Linked DNA regions of Mus musculus: regions 1, 2, 3, 4 and 5 are each linked to region 6. The links are chromatin contacts, called in public HiChIP or PLAC-seq and promoter capture Hi-C maps. All regions are on one chromosome and are shown on one strand. Each heading gives the region's core, a stretch centred on a gene start, on an enhancer-like site or on the middle of the called end of the contact. The rest is flanking DNA. Distances are from core to core; before and after follow the strand shown. Region 1 holds the start of Tbc1d13 (TBC1 domain family, member 13). Region 2 holds the start of Dolpp1 (dolichyl pyrophosphate phosphatase 1). Region 3 holds the start of Cntrl (centriolin). Region 4 holds the start of Set (SET nuclear oncogene). Region 5 holds the start of Traf1 (TNF receptor-associated factor 1). Region 6 holds the start of Rpl12 (ribosomal protein L12).

Region 1 (3,090 bases), core at 171-2,670, 2.8 Mb before region 6:
AGTACACTGTAGCTGTCTTCAGATAGACCAGAAGAAGGCATCAGATCTCATTACAGATGGTTGTGAGACACCATGTGGTTGCTGGGAATTGAACTCAGTACCTTTGGAAGAGCAGTAGTGCTCGTAACCACTGAACCATCTCTCCAGCCCCCAGCTCTCTTTTTTAAATTAAAAAAAACATTGTGTGTGTGTGGGAGGGGTACTGAAGAAATAGTTCAGAAGTTAAGAGCTCTAGTTACTCTTTCTGAGGGTCTAGTTCATTTCCCAGCTCACAACTATCTACAACTCCAGTTCCACAGGAATCCAACACTCTTCTGACCTCCAGGCAGGTAAGTGGTGCACAGACATACATGCAGGCAAAGCACCCATACACATAATTTACAGAAGAAATTGTGTGCCTGTGTGTGCAAATATGTGTAGCAATAACGTGTGTATAGGGGCCCTGACCTAAAGGCCATTTGCTTTCCTTGATGGCTCTCCCCTTTATTCACTGAAGGTAGTCCAGCGAGTCTGTTTGCCGTCTAAACCTTGCACATTCCCGCCCCTCTTGGCAGCTCTTTCATGAATTCTGTGGATCCAAACGCCAGAGCTCACGCTCACGTGAGTGCTTTATTCCCTGGAGCATCAACAGCGAATTCACTTCTAGCAGAGTGAACTTCTTGAACCTTCAACTTCTGATCTTCCTGCTTCCACCTCTCAAATGCTGGCATTACTGGCATGTTTCCCCAAATCCAGCTACAAGGAGTGCTGAACCTGAAACCTGGTTTCGTGCATGCTAGCCAATGATTTTCATAGTTGCTCTTTTAAGTTCACACTCACAACTGAGTTTACCAACTGAGTTACACCCTTAGCTCCTGTTTTTCATTTTCTATTGCTTTAAAATTGTGCAATTACAGAAATTCTACTTGGGGATGGGAGTGCGGGGGAGGGGAGGAGTTTCAAGACAGAGTTTCTCTGTGTGGCTCTTCCTGTCCTGGAACTCTGTAGGTCAGTTCAAAGATCCTCCTGCTTCTAGCTGGGATTAAAGGCGTGAGCTACCACCGCCAGGCTTGCCAGAATTCTAGTTTATGAACTTCCAAAGTCAAGGAAACCTTGAGCTGTACTCCTCCGGCTCCTCCGAGAGGTATTTACTGAGCAACAGGGTCATTTCCATAAGGAAGGACTCGACATTGAATGAGACCACACCGGAGACTAAGTCTAGTTCAAACAACTAGTTCAATCAACCAAACAACTGTACCGCAGTTAATGACAGGGAGTGAGAGAGATAGACAAGTGTATTCAGTAATCAGAAACTGAGGGCGGGAGACTCATAGCCAGCGGGATCACTGACAGTCACGCCGTCCTGACGCTCAACTGACGGTTTGCCTAGCCTTAAAGAAGTCCCCGTCACGTGACCCTTGGGCGGACCCAGCGCGGCCCCGCCCCCGCGGAACGCGCACGCTCCAAGTTCTGCTTCCTGCCGGAGGCTTTTGCCCAGCGCCCCGTGTCCCCGGAGGGAGGGGGGCGGTGGCGGTGGCGGCAGCTGGGGCTGCAGAAGCAGCTCGGGAGTCCGGAAGTCAACACCATGTCGAGTCTGCACAAGAGCCGGTAAGGAGACCTGAGGTCAAGACTGCACCCAGACCGCTCCGTCCAGGCCGGGCCTTCGCACAGAGAGAGCTGCTCAGCGCATGTGCGGCCAAGAACAGCCCCCTCCCCCGGCGGCGAGCCCCCTTACGGTCTCATTGCCTGTGTGGCAGAGGCGAGAAGCAGAGATGCTTCTCTTACCTCAGTGTCACCTTTCTTTCTCTCTCACTCGGGACCCCTTTCCCTAGTGTCTCCCTTGTCCAGCCCCCTATTACCCTCCCCGCTTCCTCGCTCTAGGATTCGCACCTTCCCCCGCCCCCAAATGCCCCTGTCCCTGTGCTCCATGCTCATGAGAAACACCAGGGGATCCAGGTTCTCCAATCTGGCCTCTTAAATCCACCTCCTACCCCCACCCCAGGCACATCTTGCAACGCCCGCTAAATTCTGGTCACTCCAGGACTAATTTTTAGTCTTTTGTCTTTGCCTGAGGGCAGGCCCGAGAAGTCTGTGCCCCCTCCCCTTTACCCAGCCAAGAGCTTCGGGAGCCATGGGGAGATTGTACAAGTCTGTTGTCTGTGGATCCAATTACTCCTGGTTGCAGGAAGCTTGGTTGTGTGAATTCGGGTAGTGGTGTGCTGTGGGCTGGGCTTGGCCGCAGCAAGTGCCCAGGAAATGCCAGCTCGCTAACAGTGGACAGTGCTTAATGTTAAGTTCTCACTTCAAACCCTTTGGATTAGAATACCTCTCATGGCTTTTCGTTGACATGGCAGATCTTAGAGGAAGAAACTTGTATTGTCCACTTCCCTAAGCTGGTAGTTGGAGACCGTTGGGAGTGAAAGATCTTTGGGCTGGCTGCAAGAGTGGTCATTAAGCCTGTTACCTTGGCGTTTCCTTTTCTGCCCTTGAAGGATTGCAGATTTCCAGGATGTCCTGAAGGAGCCCTCCATTGTGTTGGAAAAGCTTCGAGAACTCAGTTTTAGTGGTAAGATGCACTTTTACTCAGGGTTTCCCTGGAAACCTGCCTGCCGGCAGAAAGCTGGCCCTTAGCTGGGGGGGGGGGGTGATCCCCCAAATCCCTTGAAGTGGCCTGAAGACTGCACCGGTGGTAACCCTTTGTGCCTAGGGAAGGCCTCTCAGCATTTCTCAGCTCGTTTCTTGAGTTAAGGAAGTTGCAGGGTGGTTCCCGGGTTCTCTACTTGGCTGTGGATCAGAGCTGAGAGTGACCTTTGGTTAGTGTTAAAACTCAAGCCGTAGAGCACCAATTTTAAGGAATTGAACTTCCACCACATTTGACTTTGCCCCCCACATGGTTAATGTTCCAGCACAGCAATAGCTGGATTTTTACCCCGTCTGTAAAAACATCCCAAGATGTTTGTAGAGCTCCTGTGGTACTGCCTAGTAACTTTTCAAAGAAAGAATTTAAGTCGCCTGTGTCGTGCAGATTGGGGTGGGGTGGGGTGGTTAATTGGCTCATTGTCAGGGAAGCCACCCTCAGAGCCATTCTTCTGAACTCCTGACAGCATTGCA
Region 2 (3,334 bases), core at 285-2,784, 2.6 Mb before region 6:
CGCCCCAATAACTCCCACACATTTTCAGTTCTTCATCTTGTCACTTCCTTAGGGATGCTCTCTCTGTGTTTCTGGGACTCTGAAGAAGGGCAAGGCAGCCTGACCTTCCATGGGTGCCCTCTCTCTCAGAGAACTATTCTAGGAAGCTCATGACCACGTCTCACACCTCTTTCTTTCAAAGGCTAATAATGACTTTGCCTGAGAGAGAGAGCTAAGGGCAGGTGACTAGGAGGTGGGCCCAGCTGGATAAGTTCAGGCTGGGTAGGGAGACGGAAGACAAGCTGAACACCACTGGGGGATTCTGAGTCCCCAGCCTACTTAGAGTAACCTACAATTCTGGCTTCCACGGGCTGCCAGACTAAGCCACTGTAGCTAGTGACCTCAGAACATAGAATATGGAGGGCCAAGGCTCCAACCTAGACCTACTGGGTACCCCCAGGTCTAAGGCAGACCCGGAACCTGCTTTTATTTTTATTTTTTTACTGTACATGCTCTGGGCCTTAGTCAGAGGTCAGAGAACCGTTGCATACTGGCAGAGGCAGACAAGGAAATAATTACAGTCAAGTGTAGCCAGAGATGAGGTAGGCAAAGGAGGTGCAATTGTGGGAGACCACTGGAACTCCCCCACCCCCTTTCTGAGGTAGCCCAGACTGGCTTCCAACTCACAGAGATCCCCCTGCTTCTGTGGAGGCCCTTCTCTTAATTTTCAGAACCTGAAGCTATGAACTGACAAGTCAGCCTGGGCCAGGCAAATGGGGCAGGAGTGTGTGTGCCCATTCCTTGCAGAGAAATTTGAGGAATTGGAATCTGGCCTAGACAGTAAGTAGGTCTGTCTGGAGAGAGTTGGTTCAGAAAGGGGACGTGGGTGGGAGGTGTGGCTGTTTCTTCAAGAATGTTTCTTCAAGAATGGGGAAACAGAGAAGGGTAGATGGAACATCTGGATTATACTGAAAATGGTCCCAAGTGGCCTCACTACGCTACGGCGTAATTGAAACGTATAGCATCCCATCTAAGATATCTACAATATGTGCTACATCCCAGAAGTGAGGACCAATAATTTTTTTTTAACAGAAAAGTTCCTTTGCGGAACTGCACCTCTTGTCTGTCAGTAAAGGGCAATAAAAAACTGCACTAGGTCTTTGACTTCAGTTTACATTTATGGACAGGAAGCCAGAACCTGGAGGACGAGGCAGAATGATGCTGGGGCAAGCCTAGCCTTCATAGTGAGGAACACATTTTTGTTTTCCAAATGGGTCGGTTGAGACCCGGTGGTGCTGAGGCTGCTCCTCCACTGCGCTCTGGGTTCTCAGGAGCTTTAACTCTGGGCGCAGGTGCCAGCCTAACCAAAGCTCCCACCAAAGTACAACACGCCCCCCGAGATAGCGCCTGATTGGCTCGCCCTTCCCACACGCCGAGCTAAGCTTACCTTTTGATTGGCTGTTCTGCGCTCTGTCCTGCGCTGCGAGTGCTCCATTCTCTTGATTGGTTAGTCAACTACCTGAACTCGCACGGGATTGGACACTGGCAAAGCTGCGCGAGTCCCCGCTCTCTGATTCGCCGCACGGGCCAGCCTCACGACCTGCACACTGAATGGCTGCGCCACTACCTGCAATCGGCCTCGGATTGGGTGCGTGGCGTCTCCCCGGCGTGATAGGTCAGGACCACCGCCCCCCTTGCTCCCCATTGGCTGCTCTGCGAAGCCCGGTCTCCGGGTAAGATGGCAGCGGACGGACAGTGCTCGCTCCCCGCTTCATGGCGGCCAGTGACCCTCACCCACGTCGAATACCCTGCAGGTAAGAGCCTGCCCCGGCTCCGAGGACGTTCTCCTCGAGCTGCCGCCACAGCCCCGGGCGTTCCGGGCCGCGCGGACCGCCTTCGGGGCGCCTTGGAACCGCGGTGGGAACTGTCAAACAGCGAGCCTTGGAGGGGCTCGGCCGGCGCGCGCGCCGCGCAGGCGCAGTGAGGCGGCGATGAGCAGGGAGAAATTGCGAGCGGCTCGCTCGTGTGCTCTGCGGCTGCGCGGCCGAGTCGCTCTCCGGGGTCCCGGGGTGCTGGTGGGCTGTCCTGGGCCGGGGGAGGGTCTGGATAGGGCGGGCGAGGATCTGGGCCTGGACTTTGTCCCTTGTGCCCCGCCCTCCCCCGAGCCAGAGAGGCCGCACTCCTGCTCGGCTGTGCAGGGAGTGACAGTTTCCTTCACTACGCTGCGGGCTGCTCACTGGAGAAAGCTCCCAGTTGCAGGGAGTGTGCAAACCCAGGCCAGGTTTGGGAGAATTTGCGGCGCCACGCCCTGAGCAGCGCGGCAGAGGCCAGCCGCCAAGGGGGCATGCAGCCCCTGGGAGCCTGACTTGTAAGAGCTTCCATCTGACACGCCTCTGGGAGTGCCCGCCTCTCTGGTGGGAAGGTCCATTAGCCATGGTTCTGAAGTTCCGGCTCGGCTCCATAGAGTGGAGCGGAGCGGAGCTTAGGCCTTGGGGTGAGACGTTTCCGGGCTCCAGGGTAGGCACCACCCCTCCAGTCACTTCATCTTAAGTGGCTCCAAGTACAGTGTCTCCTTTCTGTAATGGTGTGTGACTCAAATGACCACAGGCCTAAGAGGTGCTGGGCACAGAGCCTGGCCCACAGTGGACACCCAGTAAATACCTGTAGTTTATCTCTCTAGCTTGCCAGCACCCTCCCTGGATAAATGTTTGTTGCTGAGCAGCCGGGGCCCCCTTGCTGGCCTCTGGTTGTCCAGGAAGGGCCTGTCCTCTTGGGTAGAGGGCCTGAGAACTTGGGTCTGCTGAGAACACAGGGCCACAGGCCAGGAGAACTTTGCCTCTGGGTGTTCTGGGTTATACTTAAGGTGTGGCAGTCCAGGGATGGGCCCTATCAAAGTGCCTGTTCATTACCCAACCACCCATCCATCCATTCATTCTGCATTCCCTTAGCATAGCATCTCCCGGGTGCAAGGCCCTGGGCCAGCTCGGGGTTTGGAATGATGAAGTCCCTGCACTCTTGTTCTATGGAAAGTCTCTGCCCCTGAGGAGGGAAAACAGGCCTGGTGAAGGGGAGAGACCTGACTGGGGTCTCCACAGCTTCCCGACTCTCCGTCCTTGGCGTCAGAGTAGCTTCTTGGAGGGCTCATGGCCTTTCAGGTGAGAAGAGCCTGCAGCTGTGAACACCATAACACATACAAGGCTGTGTGTGCTGTGGGGGCTGGTTGAGCCCGAGGATATCTGGCAAGGTACCCCTGCACTTGATGTCGCTCACTACACTGAACATGCTTCCTTCATGCCTGAGTCCTGTGGCGTGTCCTACATTGCTACACTCAAGACAGTAGGTTATGGAGACCTTG
Region 3 (3,186 bases), core at 67-2,566, 2.1 Mb after region 6:
ATTGTGCTGCAAAGTTGCGGAGAAAGAGAGGACCATGCCCACCAGATCCAATAGTGCCTCCTGCTGGAAATGATCAGAACTTCCCATTAGGTCAAACGACCTCAGCTTCTACAAACAGGCTTCATGCTGCTTAAAAGGTTCCCCTTCATATTTAGCGTCACCACACCAGACGTTTGCATAATTCATACTGAACTGCATTTGTGCATTACTTATGTTTTCTTCAAACCGCCCTGAATTACTTAATGTCCAGCTCATTGCCAACTTTCCCAATCCTTCCTGGGGTTTGTACAAGCTGTTCTCTTTGCCAAGCAAACACCTGCCCTTGGTTAAACTCTTCTTTCAGAGTTAAGATGAAAGTTGACTTCTAAGAAGTCTTGCTTAATGATAAAAATTAGACTTATCAGCTACTGTTCTAAGTTCTTTCAAATCATTAAGGTTAACTGCTGGAAATGGGGACGATTATATGTTACATGAGAGTAGAAATTGAGGCAGAAAGGAAATTTGTAAAAGTGTTAGAAAAATGAGCCAGGAAGTTTGTGGTAAAGAAAGGAAACGTTAATGCCTGACTGGAGAACAAGGTAGTTAAGAAAGATGATGGAGAGGGTGCAGAGATGGCTCAGTGCTTAAGAGCATATAACTGCTCTTCCAGAGGCCCCAGGTTCGATTCCTCTACCCAAATGGCAGCTCACAAAGGTCTGTACCTGCAGTTATGTGGGATCTGATGCCCTCTTCTGGCCTCCGCAAGCACATGGTGCAGACAATTAGGAAATACAGTAGAAGGCTGCTCTTTGGGGCATGATCTGCTCAAGTCTCTGTAAATGCTTGCTTTAGTTCTTTTGTACTAACATAAGGGGCACTCTTGGACTGTGAATCCTAGGATCATATAGCTCAAGTGAATGGTCACTGGAGCCCAAGCAGTCTTGAGGTGCAGCCACGTCCGGCTCGATCAGTTTCCAAGTATGACAATTTGCCTCCAAAATAGTCGCGTAAAGGATAGTGTGCATCGAGACACGGGAGAGCTCAAGGCCTGCCTTCCATCATCCCAAGATCGAATGCTGTGAACATCTCCATACTGGTTCCTCCGGTTGTTGCCTTAGGGAGAGGAACGTAAGCCTTCCCCCATTGCTTCAGTGGAAAAAATCTCTCCTCACAGACTCGGCGCCCAGAGGGCTGACCACAGCCCGCCAGGTTCATACCCGGAAGCTTCGCACCCCCAAATTGAGCGCGCGCAGAGGCGGCAAGGGTGGCGGGAAGCGCCTCCGCCCCGTCCCGTCCACTAGTCCGTGTCGGGGGCGTGGCGATAACAAGCCCCGCCCACACCAAGCTGGCCCTCTCGGCAACCGGCACAACACAACAAAATGGCTGCTGTGCTGTCGGTCTCCTGAGGGGAAGTATCCCGGCGTCTCCGCCTCGCCCCTCCCGCTAGGCCGTTCCTTCCCGTGCTGAGGCGGTGAGTGTACTTCGGCGTCCGGACCGAGCCTGGGTGGCGGGCGGCAAAGGCCGGAAAGCCCTGGTCCAGCGTGAGGTGTGCCGGCTCCGGACGCATTCGGGGCGGGGGAGTGTGCTTGGAAAGGGGATTGGACGGGAAGGAGGAGGGCCGGGGCCGGCGTGGGCAGGGGAGGGAGGGCAGGGGAGGAGAGGCGTGCACAGCCTAGGTCGGGGCGCTGCTGAGTCGCAAAGTTGGGGTGCGGCGCTTAGAAGGATGAGGTTCCCGCAGAGAGGGAAGAGTGCCGGGGTGTGTCACCGTCTGCGGGATAACTGCGATGGAGATGGGCTGGCGGTCCTGAGGGCTCTGCTGTTTAACCTCAGTTCTGTGACTCTGAGCTTGTTCCTTTTTTCCTTTTTGAAGCATGTGTGGATGATGGGGGTGGGGGGACGGACACGGGACACATATCGTGATGCGCATATGGAGGGCAAAGGACAACTTTGTGGAGTCGGGTTTTCTCCACTTTTCCGTGGGCTACAGATACAGAACTTAGAACGTCAAATTAGCACAGAAAATGCCCTTACCCACCGAGCCATCTCACTGGGGCTCTGGGCATGTCCCTTAACCACTTCCTAGATGTCTTAGTTAAGGTTTCCATTGCTGTGGTAAGACATTGTGACAGAAAGCAACTCCGGGAGGAAAGGGTTTATTTGGCTCCCATGTCTCTGGTTGCAGTGCATTCTATATCACTAGACAATTCAATTATTTTGTATCCTACATCATAGTCTTCTCTTAAAAAATCTGAAATTATAAACCATCTAGAATTATTCTTATCAAATCCTCATTAAATTATTATGAGGTCCTATGTTACTTCCCCTGATTAGTAAATTATTACTTCTAAGTAATGATTCCTATAGAATTAGGGAAGTATTCAGTGGGTTCCAGAAACCTGGATCACTGAAAGATTAAGTGATGGTTCCACACCCCTGCTTCCCTCCCTGAGTTGCCATAGCTCCTGTGAAGTCTGCATGTAGAAACACACACTATCTCATAGGCTGACCCTCTCAGTGAATCAGGGTTCTGAGAATGGACAGCACTTATGGACAGAAATAGAATCTGCAAGGACAGCTTCGTTGGTTGCAGATGAGCATTTGTCTTATTTGAAGATGGTCTGATACCACACTCAGCTAGTTTTTTCAAAAGTATATTGTTAAACTGGGCTTTCAGTTTCGTTTTGTACATGAAGGTAGTATTTGGCTATAGGGAAACTCAAGGCCAAAGGAAAGCAGCCTCAGGCCAAATTCAACTTATATAAAGATTTGTATGCAACATTCTATTACAATATCCTTTTCTGATACCAACTTGTCATTGGATTGAAAACTACTTAATATACTATCTCACTAAATATTTTTTTTCCTAAAAATTAGCTGTACGTTTGAGAACTGAGGGTCTACATTAGGTTGCCCAAGGTGATGTTTAAAGGGAACAAAAAGGAATTGTGGAGGAGCGCTGACATTTAGAGGAAGTAGAGGAACATGAGCCAGCAAAGGAGGCCATGGAGTAGAACAGGGTTATGTCAGTAGAGCATGGTGTCCCAGACCAGCTTCTGGGAGGATAGAGTGCTTACAAGTGTTGGTTGTCAAATATTCCTGTATGTGACCTTGTATGGAAAGGACCTGTGAAAAGTTTGAGCTGATAAACTGAGAAAAGAAGTAACTAGGGACACTCTGAGCTGAGCATGTGTCAATGACAGGCCTTCC
Region 4 (3,147 bases), core at 508-3,007, 2.9 Mb before region 6:
TAGGGAACTTGCCTCTTAGGATCCAAGCCCTGTTTTTTAACCCTAAGATTATCTGTAAAAGTTACTTTGTATCTTATGAGGGTTACAGGAAAATACAGCCAAATGCAGCAGGAGCCTAGGGTAGTGATTTGGTATGGGAGTGCTAAGGGCTAATGCTCTAGCCCTTTTACTTTTAGACACTTAGACACTGTAGCCCAGGCTAGCCTCTGCCTCAGCCTAAGTCCTTGTTTTGTTTGTGGAATTTCTTTGCTACTGTGTGCCAGGACCTCACAGGGCTATCAGGAATCATTCCTGGTGAAGGCATCACCTGAGTTTTAGCAAATGTTAGTCACAGTTTATAGCTCTCCTTTTTGTCAGACCGTTCCCTCTTTAAGAAGCCTGTCCACAGTTGCCTGTGTTGGAGGTCTCTAGGCTTGGGAGCTGTGTGGGTTAGAGGTCCTTAGAGGTTGTCGCCAGATTTAAGCTTACCAATTGCAACAGATGAGTGCAATTAATTCACCGACTTGAGCATAAGGTGCACCACCAGGAAGGCCTAGCTGAATTTCCTGGAGTTGAGATGGAAACTTGGAGGAGCACATTTGTATTCTCTCACCATGGACTGTATATATATATATATATATATATATATATATATATATATATATATATATATATATATATGATGTATTTTACATTTATTGTCTACCCACCATGAATGACTTGACTTAAAGCCACATTGCTTTATGTATAAGAGCTGATAATAAAACGGGAATACTGAGAGTATGGATAGTTCAAGCTCTAGTGGTAGAGGAACCAGGTAGAGAGCTTTCTGGATTTCCAGGACCACGTGTTGGGATCCAGGTAGACAGAGAACTATCTTTTCAAGTCCTGAAAAACAGTGTTTAACCATTAAATCCCTCCGACATAGTGCTTAAGGACTTTTTAATAATCTAAAGCTGTTTTTGTTTGTTTGTTTGTTTGTTTTACTGTTTTAGCCTTTGACTTTTAAACATTTCCCCATTTGTCATCACCAAAAATGTGCTTCCCTCACCACTGAGATCAGGACACCTGTACGAAGTTGAGCAGAAGGACCTGTGGCAGAAAGGTCCTTCCTACAGTCAGAGAACTTTCCTGTGGTTCTTTTGAGTGTGAATATGTAACAGATTTTTAAAAATTCAGAACCGAGGGCAGAGGCTTGAATTGGCCCATGCATAAACCCGGTCCCGCGTGTAAACTGGATAGAGGAACTGCTTGCGTGTGGCTCTGCACAGCAGCCTAGAGTTTGAGTCCCCAGCTTCTCCATCTAGAAAAAAATGAAGGTGCCCGGGTGCAGAACTCAGGCGCCTGATTGTAGCCAGGGTACTCCTAAGGCCTGTACTTTTGAGGGGCTGCGCGCGCCCCCTCTCCAGAGCCCCCAGCCGCCCCGCTAAGGGAAGCCACTGAGCCACCACGTGATGGAGTATTGGGGAACGGAGGCCCCGCCTCTCAAGTCACCGCGCGGCGCGCAAATGTCCCGGGTCGGCTGGAGAAGGGGAGAGCGGGGGAGGGGAGCACCGCGCGGGGGCAGGACCATGCGTCGCTGAGCCGCTTCCTCCCGCCTCTCGTCCAGGCCCCAGTGTCCCCACCGCCGCCGCCGCCACCCGCCACGGCCCCGCCCCCTGCCCCGCGGCCGCGGCCAATCGCTGTACGGCGCGAGCCTCTCCGGCCGGGGGCGGGACTTGCGCAGGCCCGGCGCGCCTGCGCTCTGCGGCCTGCCCCTCGCCGGGAAGAGGAGGAGGTGGTGGTGGAGGAGGTGGAGGAGGAGGAGGAGGCGGCTCAGGGCAATCCAGAAGCGAGCCGGAGCGCGGGGCGCGAGTCGAGGAGCCCAGCCGAGCCGCCGCCGCCTCCCCGCCTTCAGCGAGAGCCCCGGCCGGGGGCTCGCCACAACGCGCCCGGGCCTGCCTCCGCGTCAGGCCCCGCGGGCAGTGCCAGGCAGCCAGGGGGAGGGCAGGCAAGTGAGCGCCGGGAGGAGGCGGCCGGAGCGAGCGGGCGCCGCGCGTGTGGCGTGAGGGGAAGCCGCTGGCCGCCCCCTTGGCCGTCCCTTCGCTCCCCCTCCCCGCTCCCCGCCCCGATCGCGGAGGGCACCATGTCTGCGCCGACGGCCAAAGCCAGTAAAAAGGAGCTCAACTCCAATCACGACGGGGCCGACGAGACCTCAGGTGAGGACCGGGCGCGGCGGGGGCCCGGCCGCGCCGCCATCTTTCGGCCCGGACCGCGGGGCTGCGGGGGGCGCGCGGGGGCCGGAGAGCCGGCGCCTTTTTTGTGTGCGGCCCGGGACCGGGGGGCCGGGGTGGCGCCGTGGCGGTGAGCGGTGCGGCCGAGGCGGGGGCGCTGCGGCCTGCGCGGCGGGCGGAGACCCCCCCTTCCCCCCGCCCGCGCTCTCCTCCCCCTCCCTCCCTCCCGAGAAGCCTCTCTTTATTGTGCTCCGCCATGATGCCTCGCTCCCATCAGCCGCCACCGCCGCCACATGGTGCGGCCGGACGCAGCCTTGCGGCCGGGCCTCTAGTGCCGCCCTGCTTCCCGCCCTGAGCCGGCGCTACCGCGGAACCGGGAACCGGGGTTTGGGGCGGGGTAGGGGCGCGGAGCCGGCGGGAGGATGCTCCAGGCTGCGCGGGTTGCGCACCCCACGTGGGGCAGCCACACTCGGGCGCGCCGGGGGTGCGAGGAATCTGGCCCCGAGGCCGTATGATGCAGGGGCTTCAGGGGCCTTTAGGACGCCTAGCCCTCGCCTGGAGGGTCGTTTCGAGCCCAGGACAGCTGCAGAGCCCGGGCTGGTTACCGGAAATGAGACGCGCGATCGGGCCCCTTCACGCCCACTTGGCTTTGTAAAAGCCTTCACAACCCTCGGACAAAAGGGCACGAAATAGGAGCACACCCCCTCTCCTTTTTATGGCTCCAAGTTTTTGAGTAGGGTTTTCCCACGAAGTGTCCTGAAATACTGCACGGCCGTATATGATGACCAATCTCATCAAGAATGGGTTGAAGGAGTAAGGTCAGGTTTACATTCTAAGTCTGAGAAGACGACTCCGGGAAGTTTGGTGACTAACTGGTCTTTGTCGGTGTATATTGATAATCATAACAAATTGAGAGCACTTTAAATTTTTTTAAAGCAGTTATAACAGTTGATAG
Region 5 (2,920 bases), core at 327-2,826, 2.0 Mb after region 6:
CTCTAGATAGAGTCAATGGTCTACCAAGCCTGGGGTGACACCAGGACATCTAGTGGCCAAGAGGTTACTCCATCCTACAGACTTCCAACTGAATCCTCCCCAGCCTGCTCAGCTAATGATCTCTCATCTCCTTGCCTGCTCTCAGAAAGGCATTCCCTTAACTCCGTCCTCAGCCTGACCAGCAACCCCCTGCACCCCACATGTCCTTTCCTTTTCCGACTGGGACACAAGGGAAGCACCCAACCTTCTGGATCCTTTTCTCTTGTCCTAGACGGGCGCCCCCCCCCCCCCACTCCAGCTCATCTCCCAGCTCCTGCTACCAGCATTAGAATACTCCCACACGGCTGTGGGCTAAGACAACAGGCACTGCTGCTCTGGTGCTACCTGTAAAGTGGTTTGTTTTTCTCAGTACTGGGATCAGACCCAAGGCTGCGTACAAGTGCTTGCTAACCAAGCCACAGTTCCAGCCTCGTTTTAAGTACTTTAACAAACATTTTGTCAATATTTCCCTCCAGTCTTTGGAGACCCTCCCCTACTCTATAGCCCAGGGGTCCAAGGCACAGATAAATTGAGTGACTTGCTCAAGACCTTAAAGCTAGAGAGGCAGGAAGGACTGAGACCAGACCTGTGCTTTAAAATGAGCTTGGCAATTATCCCAAATTCTTCTCCCATATCCACTCTCTCTTCTCACACTGCAATACAAAGTTTAAAGAAGATTGTCAGCACAGCTGCTGAAACTCCAGGGAATCTACTCAGCCCTGTCATAAGCCCACACACTGTCAAATGCTCCGGGCCTGCCCTAATTTCAGTCCCATCAGAAGCAGGCCAGTGGACTTCTAGCCTTCCTTTCTATGACAGCACTTTCCTTCACACCCTTCAGAGTTATTTTTTACACTGCGGTGGCTTTTTACAGGTCTCTTTCACCGCCTTCTCACCTCCATCTTCCTTAGTCTCATCTCCATGGCTCCCAGAATGGACAATCTATCTGCTGAACAGAGGCGTCTCATCCTCCTTCTAGTCTTTGGGGACCCACCTGGGCCACACCCCACACTTTGGAACATCTCGGTGACAGTGTCCAGATTGGGATCCCATGGCCTACATGCTGCCTTTAGCCTGGACATGCTGTCTAGTCGCCTACCTATGAATTCCTGCCTACCTGCCCCCTTTCCTTCAGCAGGTGATGTCCCCTGCCACATCAGAACGAGCTCAGAGCTGAGGGCAGAACCGAAGTGACAGCTTAAGGACCAGAGCACCGCTCAGGAAGGGAGAGAGGCTGAGTATGGTCGCACTTGGGGACCCTGGGGACCCGCGGGGGACGGGCAACCAACCTGTGCGCCGCCTTCTGCTCGCACCGGGCGGTAGCGTCCTTGGGGCAGAGAACCGGGCTGGGCTGGCGGAAGCCAAGGGAAGCTGGGCTGGGCAGGCGGGTGGGACTGAGCTGGGCTGGCTTCGGAGGCTGGCCGGGGGGCGGGCTGATCGCTCCTCCCTCAAGGAAACAGAACTGGAGTGCTTCTGTTGGGGTCCTGGTGCTAGCTGACTCCTAGCATTCCATCAGTGGCTGCACTCCTGAGATACTCAGCACACACACAAACAACATTGAGCTCCAGCCTGAAGTGCCGCAAGGCAAGAGTGGAAAAACAGCAAGCTTTACCACAGTGGATTCTTGTTAAGAGCCCAGCACCCGGTAAACTCTGCCAATCTCTGTGAACAATGCAGATGGCAGTGTGATAGTGCAGTGCTCTTGGCATTGGGCGCTAAAGAAACTGGGTGAAGCAGGGAAGTGGTTGTGCTTTTTAAGCTAAACACACGCAGCATTTGATACACACACACACACACACACACACACACACACACTCACTCACTCTTACTCCAAAGAGTTAGGGAACTTAGTGTCAGGATATAAGTTTAGTTTAAAAGATTAAAAAACCAACCAACCAACTGGTGTAATTTTTGCAAACCAGCAATCTCACAAGGGTGCCGTCTGTCCGCAGATGTCCGCTGGCTCCTGGTCAGATGGTCAGTGTTTCTTTATCTGGTTAATTTGGCTTGGGCTCCTTACTTGATTTCTAACTGATTGATTTGTTTGTTTTGAGACAAGGTCTTCCCGTGTAGCCCTGAAGACTCCAAACTGTAAGCCATGCTCCTGCCTCAGCTTCCCAAGCACAGGACCTACTTGGTTGGGCTTTTGTTTGGATGAGGGAGGTGTGTATGTCTCCCTCCCATAGCAGGTCTGCTGTTGGCTTCAGGTTTCTAGCAGGCAGGTGATACTGCATCTGGGTGGCTGGTGGAATAAAGACTTCTGGGGCTTGACTTGGAAAGGGGATGTCTGCCTGAAGGCAAGTGTTGTGTCTCAGGAACACGAAATACAACCTCTGTGATTTGTGCAAGCATGGTCAGAGGTGACCTCTAAGGATCTTCCATTCATCTGCTTTTATTTTATTTTATTTTATTTTATTTTATTTTATTTTTTGAGACAGGGTCTTGCTATGTAGTCTAGGCTGGCTTAGAATTGGTAAGCCTCCTGCCTCAGTTTCTCAAGTGCTAGGATCACAGGCATATGCCACTCAGCCCGCTGTGGGCCTTTGAATTCTAACAGTAACGGAGTCTACGAGCTCCCTGTGTCTCTGACATTAAAAGTCACTGGTTCTTTCTTAGTTTTTGGTTGTGACCCTAGCTTTAATGGCTGATCTACCTCTTGCACATAAAAGTCGCCGATTCTCAAGTGCAATTGGTGAAGTGACATTTCTCAAGTGTGGACGTTGTAAGATCCCCTCTCTGGTCTCACCTTTCTGGGACCACCCCTCTTTCCTCTCTGCCCTAGGGTAAAGAAAAAAGAGCAGGCAGTCTGACCTCACACTTCACGCGCCACATCCTGTTTTCAGATGAGTGAGTTCATATGCTGGAAATTTACCAAGGGAAA
Region 6 (3,017 bases), core at 199-2,698:
CTGTGCCGCTTGCACGGCTCCTTGGACCTCCCAGTTTAGCCAAGTTAATCATTGTGTCCTGAATTCAGTAGCTGGCTGCCCATAGCTGGCTGCAACTTCCAGTGCTGTCTAAGGGCCAGCAATAGGAAGGACATAATCATTTGGAGGAAGTGTGTAACTCACGGCATGGGCTCTGACACCTAAGACATTAGCTGTGTCACTTTGTGTCACTGGTCGGAGCCGGTTTCCTCATTTGTAATATGGAGCAATGTTGCCAATGCTGGCCTCTGTGGGGTCAGTGACTTCATGTATGTCAGGTCTATGCCATAGACTCTGCCACAGGGTACCACACACATGACAAATGCACTCAGGTACTATTACAGTTGCTAAGGAGAAGAGGGCTGGAGGAGCCTTGCAGTAGAGGACACATGTGGTCCTGAGGGATTTCAGGTCTCCATTTGTGGGCGTGGGCTGTCAGAGGAGGTTGCTGGGCCTGCAGGGCCTGCTCAGGACTCTCCGCACTCAATTGCAGCACTCCTGAGAGACAGCTCCCTCCATCCCTATCTGATGGCCACGACTTAAATCCCTTACAGATGGCTCACTAATGACTAGCCTCCCTCGCCCCCATCCTCCAGATCTACATTTCCAAATACCTTCTTCAATGACTATCTCTGCCAATTCCCCCTCCCTCACCGTTCTCAGCAGGGCTCGTTCAGTTCTGGTTTGAACTTTCCTGATGGTCCAGCTTGGCTGGGAAGAACCACACCCATCCTTCCCTGGCAGGGCTGGCCAGCGGCTAACCTGGCTCTGTGGATGGGGAGGTCCTCCACCGATGTTCCGATTCTTGGGTGGACCTCAAGGTAGGCCAGTCACTCCGAAGACTTGGCCACAGATACAAACCATTGGCCCCCAAAAGCTGAGCTGGTGTCCGGTCTCCTTCAAACATAGAAGTGAGCACCGAAACTTTAAATTTCAGAAAGACACGCAACTCAGGATGACAAAGTCTCGAGATTCTAGAAACCAAGGAATTGCAGAATTAAAGACTCGTGATTAGACTCGAATAGTTTGTTTCTGTAACTAACATGCACATACCGCAAACAGGTTAGGAGGGTACTAGGGTGGCACTGGTACTAGGGTCGCTCAAGTCAGGTGCAGATCCCTTAGGGGAGGGGCGGGGCCCTGGGCTGGGTCCCAGGGGCTCCAGAGTCACCGTCAAGAGAAGGGAACGTGGACCAGGAACCAGGACCTCTGGTGCAGCCCTACTCTGTTGCCCAGGCAAGGTGCTCCGAACATTTACCCCTTCCGAATCCCGAGCTCACCCACAGACCAAGCTCTGCAGTCCTCTGCCGCAGACGCCTGCCCATAAGAAACAGGGCGACCAGGGTGTCGCCCAGAGACTGGGTGGGGCCAGCGGTTCTCGCGAGAGCTGAGCTTTTCCGCCTATATCCGGCGTGGGCGGAGCAGGATCCGTCTTTTCGGCTTTCGGCTCGGAGGAGGCAACGGTGCAACTTTCTTCGGTCGTCCCGAATCCGGGTTCATCCGACACCAGCCGCCTCCACCATGCCGCCCAAGTTCGACCCCAACGAGGTCAAAGTCGGTGCGTGCCCTCGCCGCGCCCGGGTGCTGTCCCGGGGCCTGGCGGGTCTCCCTTGGGCCTTGGCTGCCACGTGTGTAAGAGGGGAGGGAGCCCGACGCTCTGGCGGCCCGTGCGCCTTAGGGTAAGGCCTGGCCCGGGACATCTGAAGCCCGACGGCAGCGCGCAGGGCGGCCTGCGCCGCAGAGGTTCTGATTTTGCTTTTTCTTCAGTGTACCTGAGGTGCACCGGAGGCGAGGTCGGCGCCACATCCGCCTTGGCCCCGAAGATCGGTCCTCTGGGTCTGGTAAGTCGTCGCTCCCGAGCCGTAGACCTCTAACGTGCATGCTGTTTGGCCTGTAGATGTGTTCTGTCCCCGTGGAGGGCAGAAGAGGCCACCATGTCCCTGGTGCAGGCCGGGATGTGGGTGCTGGGACTTGGGACGCAAAGGAAAACTGAGATAACACGTGCACGGAGGCTCGTGCCACAGCCCGGTTGAGGCAGCCATTGGACTTGCTTAAATCCACTAGCCTCCGTGGGTAACGCACGGGAACCTAGTGTTTAAAGCTCCGAGGGTTCCCCATTGCAGCAGAAAGTGTTTTGCTTTGTTAGCCCTTACTGCAGAGTTGTCTTAGTGAAGAAGGATGTGGAGCCATTGTGGGCAGGCTCCTGTGGGACGGTGAGGAGGGCTGGCGGTGAGCTTGAAGGTCCTGGCTTCAACTTTGGGCACATGGTAACGAATGCTATTATTTCTACAGTCTCCGAAGAAAGTTGGCGATGACATTGCCAAGGCTACCGGTGACTGGAAGGGTCTCAGAATTACAGTGAAACTGACCATCCAGAACAGACAGGCCCAGGTATTTACATTGCTTGCTGTGGGGGGTTGAGGGAAGGGTTGAGATAGCAGCCCTCAGGAATCATGGGTCTTGGCAAAGATTTCCCTGTCCCGGTGAATCGGATTTTATCCTTGTGGGAGGGCTATACGACAGGGTTCACTGTAAGTCAGTAGTAGGTGCCAGGGTGCAGGAGTCCGCCATGCTAGGGATTCAACTCTGGAGGTGAGGCCAGCAGGAAGCACCTTAGCTAGCCGAGCTGTTTTTTCGGGGCCCTTTAGCGTGTCTGGTGGTGGTTGGTTTTCTGGGCTGTGTTCACATCAAGTCTCTTTGCAGATCGAGGTGGTGCCTTCTGCCTCAGCCCTGATCATCAAAGCCCTCAAGGAGCCACCGAGAGACAGGAAGAAGCAGAAGAACAGTGAGTCGGCCCCACTCCCTGGGTTTCCGCTGCAGTGTGCTACTCAGCTGTGTCGACCCCTTTCTTGGGACCTAGGGGTGGAATGAGATCACAGTAGGCGTCTGTTGTCTGTTCCCTTTCCTGGGTGCAGAAATGAAACAGTGCCTCAGGGGTTTAACTTTATCTGTTTCCATCCCTAAAATCGTGTTAGGGCTGCTGGTGAGGACTTGCTTGT

Evidence for each region. Promoter capture Hi-C pulls out the DNA fragments that hold promoters and counts their contacts. HiChIP or PLAC-seq counts read pairs in DNA pulled down with a chosen protein or histone mark. Capture Hi-C pulls out chosen DNA fragments and counts their contacts.
Region 1: a promoter capture Hi-C map of liver shows a contact between it and region 6, with 2.2 times the contacts expected there. The contact joins the promoter of Tbc1d13 here to the promoter of Rpl12 in region 6. A contact is called at or near these places in 2 of 39 promoter capture datasets (liver and neutrophils) and 1 of 9 other capture datasets (liver).
Region 2: a promoter capture Hi-C map of pre-B cells shows a contact between it and region 6, with 2.3 times the contacts expected there. The contact joins the promoter of Dolpp1 here to the promoter of Rpl12 in region 6.
Region 3: a promoter capture Hi-C map of pre-B cells shows a contact between it and region 6, with 4 times the contacts expected there. The contact joins the promoter of Cntrl here to the promoter of Rpl12 in region 6. A contact is called at or near these places in 1 of 39 promoter capture datasets (pre-B cells) and 1 of 9 other capture datasets (liver).
Region 4: a contact with region 6 is called in a promoter capture Hi-C map of liver, with 2.0 times the contacts expected there. The contact joins the promoter of Set here to the promoter of Rpl12 in region 6. A contact is called at or near these places in 1 of 39 promoter capture datasets (pre-B cells), 1 of 115 datasets of contacts at active chromatin or transcription factors (embryonic stem cells) and 1 of 9 other capture datasets (liver).
Region 5: an H3K27ac HiChIP or PLAC-seq map of bone marrow-derived dendritic cells shows a contact between it and region 6, with 8 times the contacts expected there. The contact joins the promoter of Traf1 here to the promoter of Rpl12 in region 6. A contact is called at or near these places in 1 of 39 promoter capture datasets (pre-B cells), 1 of 115 datasets of contacts at active chromatin or transcription factors (bone marrow-derived dendritic cells) and 2 of 9 other capture datasets (adipose tissue and liver).

Annotation. Positions count from the first base shown.
Region 1 is chr2:30,132,326-30,135,415 of GRCm38.p6, forward strand. Tbc1d13 (TBC1 domain family, member 13) reads left to right here and starts at 1,421. Exons shown (of 12, transcript NM_146252.3): 1 at 1,421-1,587; 2 at 2,472-2,545. The coding sequence starts at 1,565.
Region 2 is chr2:30,390,720-30,394,053 of GRCm38.p6, forward strand. It overlaps Dolpp1 (dolichyl pyrophosphate phosphatase 1), which reads left to right and starts at 1,535. Exons shown (of 8, transcript NM_020329.4): 1 at 1,535-1,793. The coding sequence starts at 1,718.
Region 3 is chr2:35,108,180-35,111,365 of GRCm38.p6, forward strand. Cntrl (centriolin) reads left to right here and starts at 1,317. Exons shown (of 44, transcript NM_001379274.1): 1 at 1,317-1,450.
Region 4 is chr2:30,064,717-30,067,863 of GRCm38.p6, forward strand. Set (SET nuclear oncogene) reads left to right here and starts at 1,758. Exons shown (of 8, transcript NM_001204875.1): 1 at 1,758-2,177. The coding sequence starts at 2,105.
Region 5 is chr2:34,960,196-34,963,115 of GRCm38.p6, forward strand. It overlaps Traf1 (TNF receptor-associated factor 1), which reads right to left and starts at 1,577. Exons shown (of 10, transcript NM_001326601.1): 1 at 1,329-1,577. Gm52552 (a long non-coding RNA gene) reads left to right here. Exons shown (of 3, transcript XR_003954034.1): 2 at 1,175-1,277. Gm46733 (a long non-coding RNA gene) reads left to right here and starts at 2,508. Exons shown (of 2, transcript XR_001783275.1): 1 at 2,508-2,886.
Region 6 is chr2:32,960,264-32,963,280 of GRCm38.p6, forward strand. Rpl12 (ribosomal protein L12) reads left to right here and starts at 1,449. Exons shown (of 7, transcript NM_009076.3): 1 at 1,449-1,576; 2 at 1,786-1,859; 3 at 2,311-2,409; 4 at 2,722-2,803. The coding sequence starts at 1,540. Lrsam1 (leucine rich repeat and sterile alpha motif containing 1) reads right to left here and starts at 1,378. Exons shown (of 26, transcript NM_199302.3): 1 at 1,299-1,378; 2 at 781-992.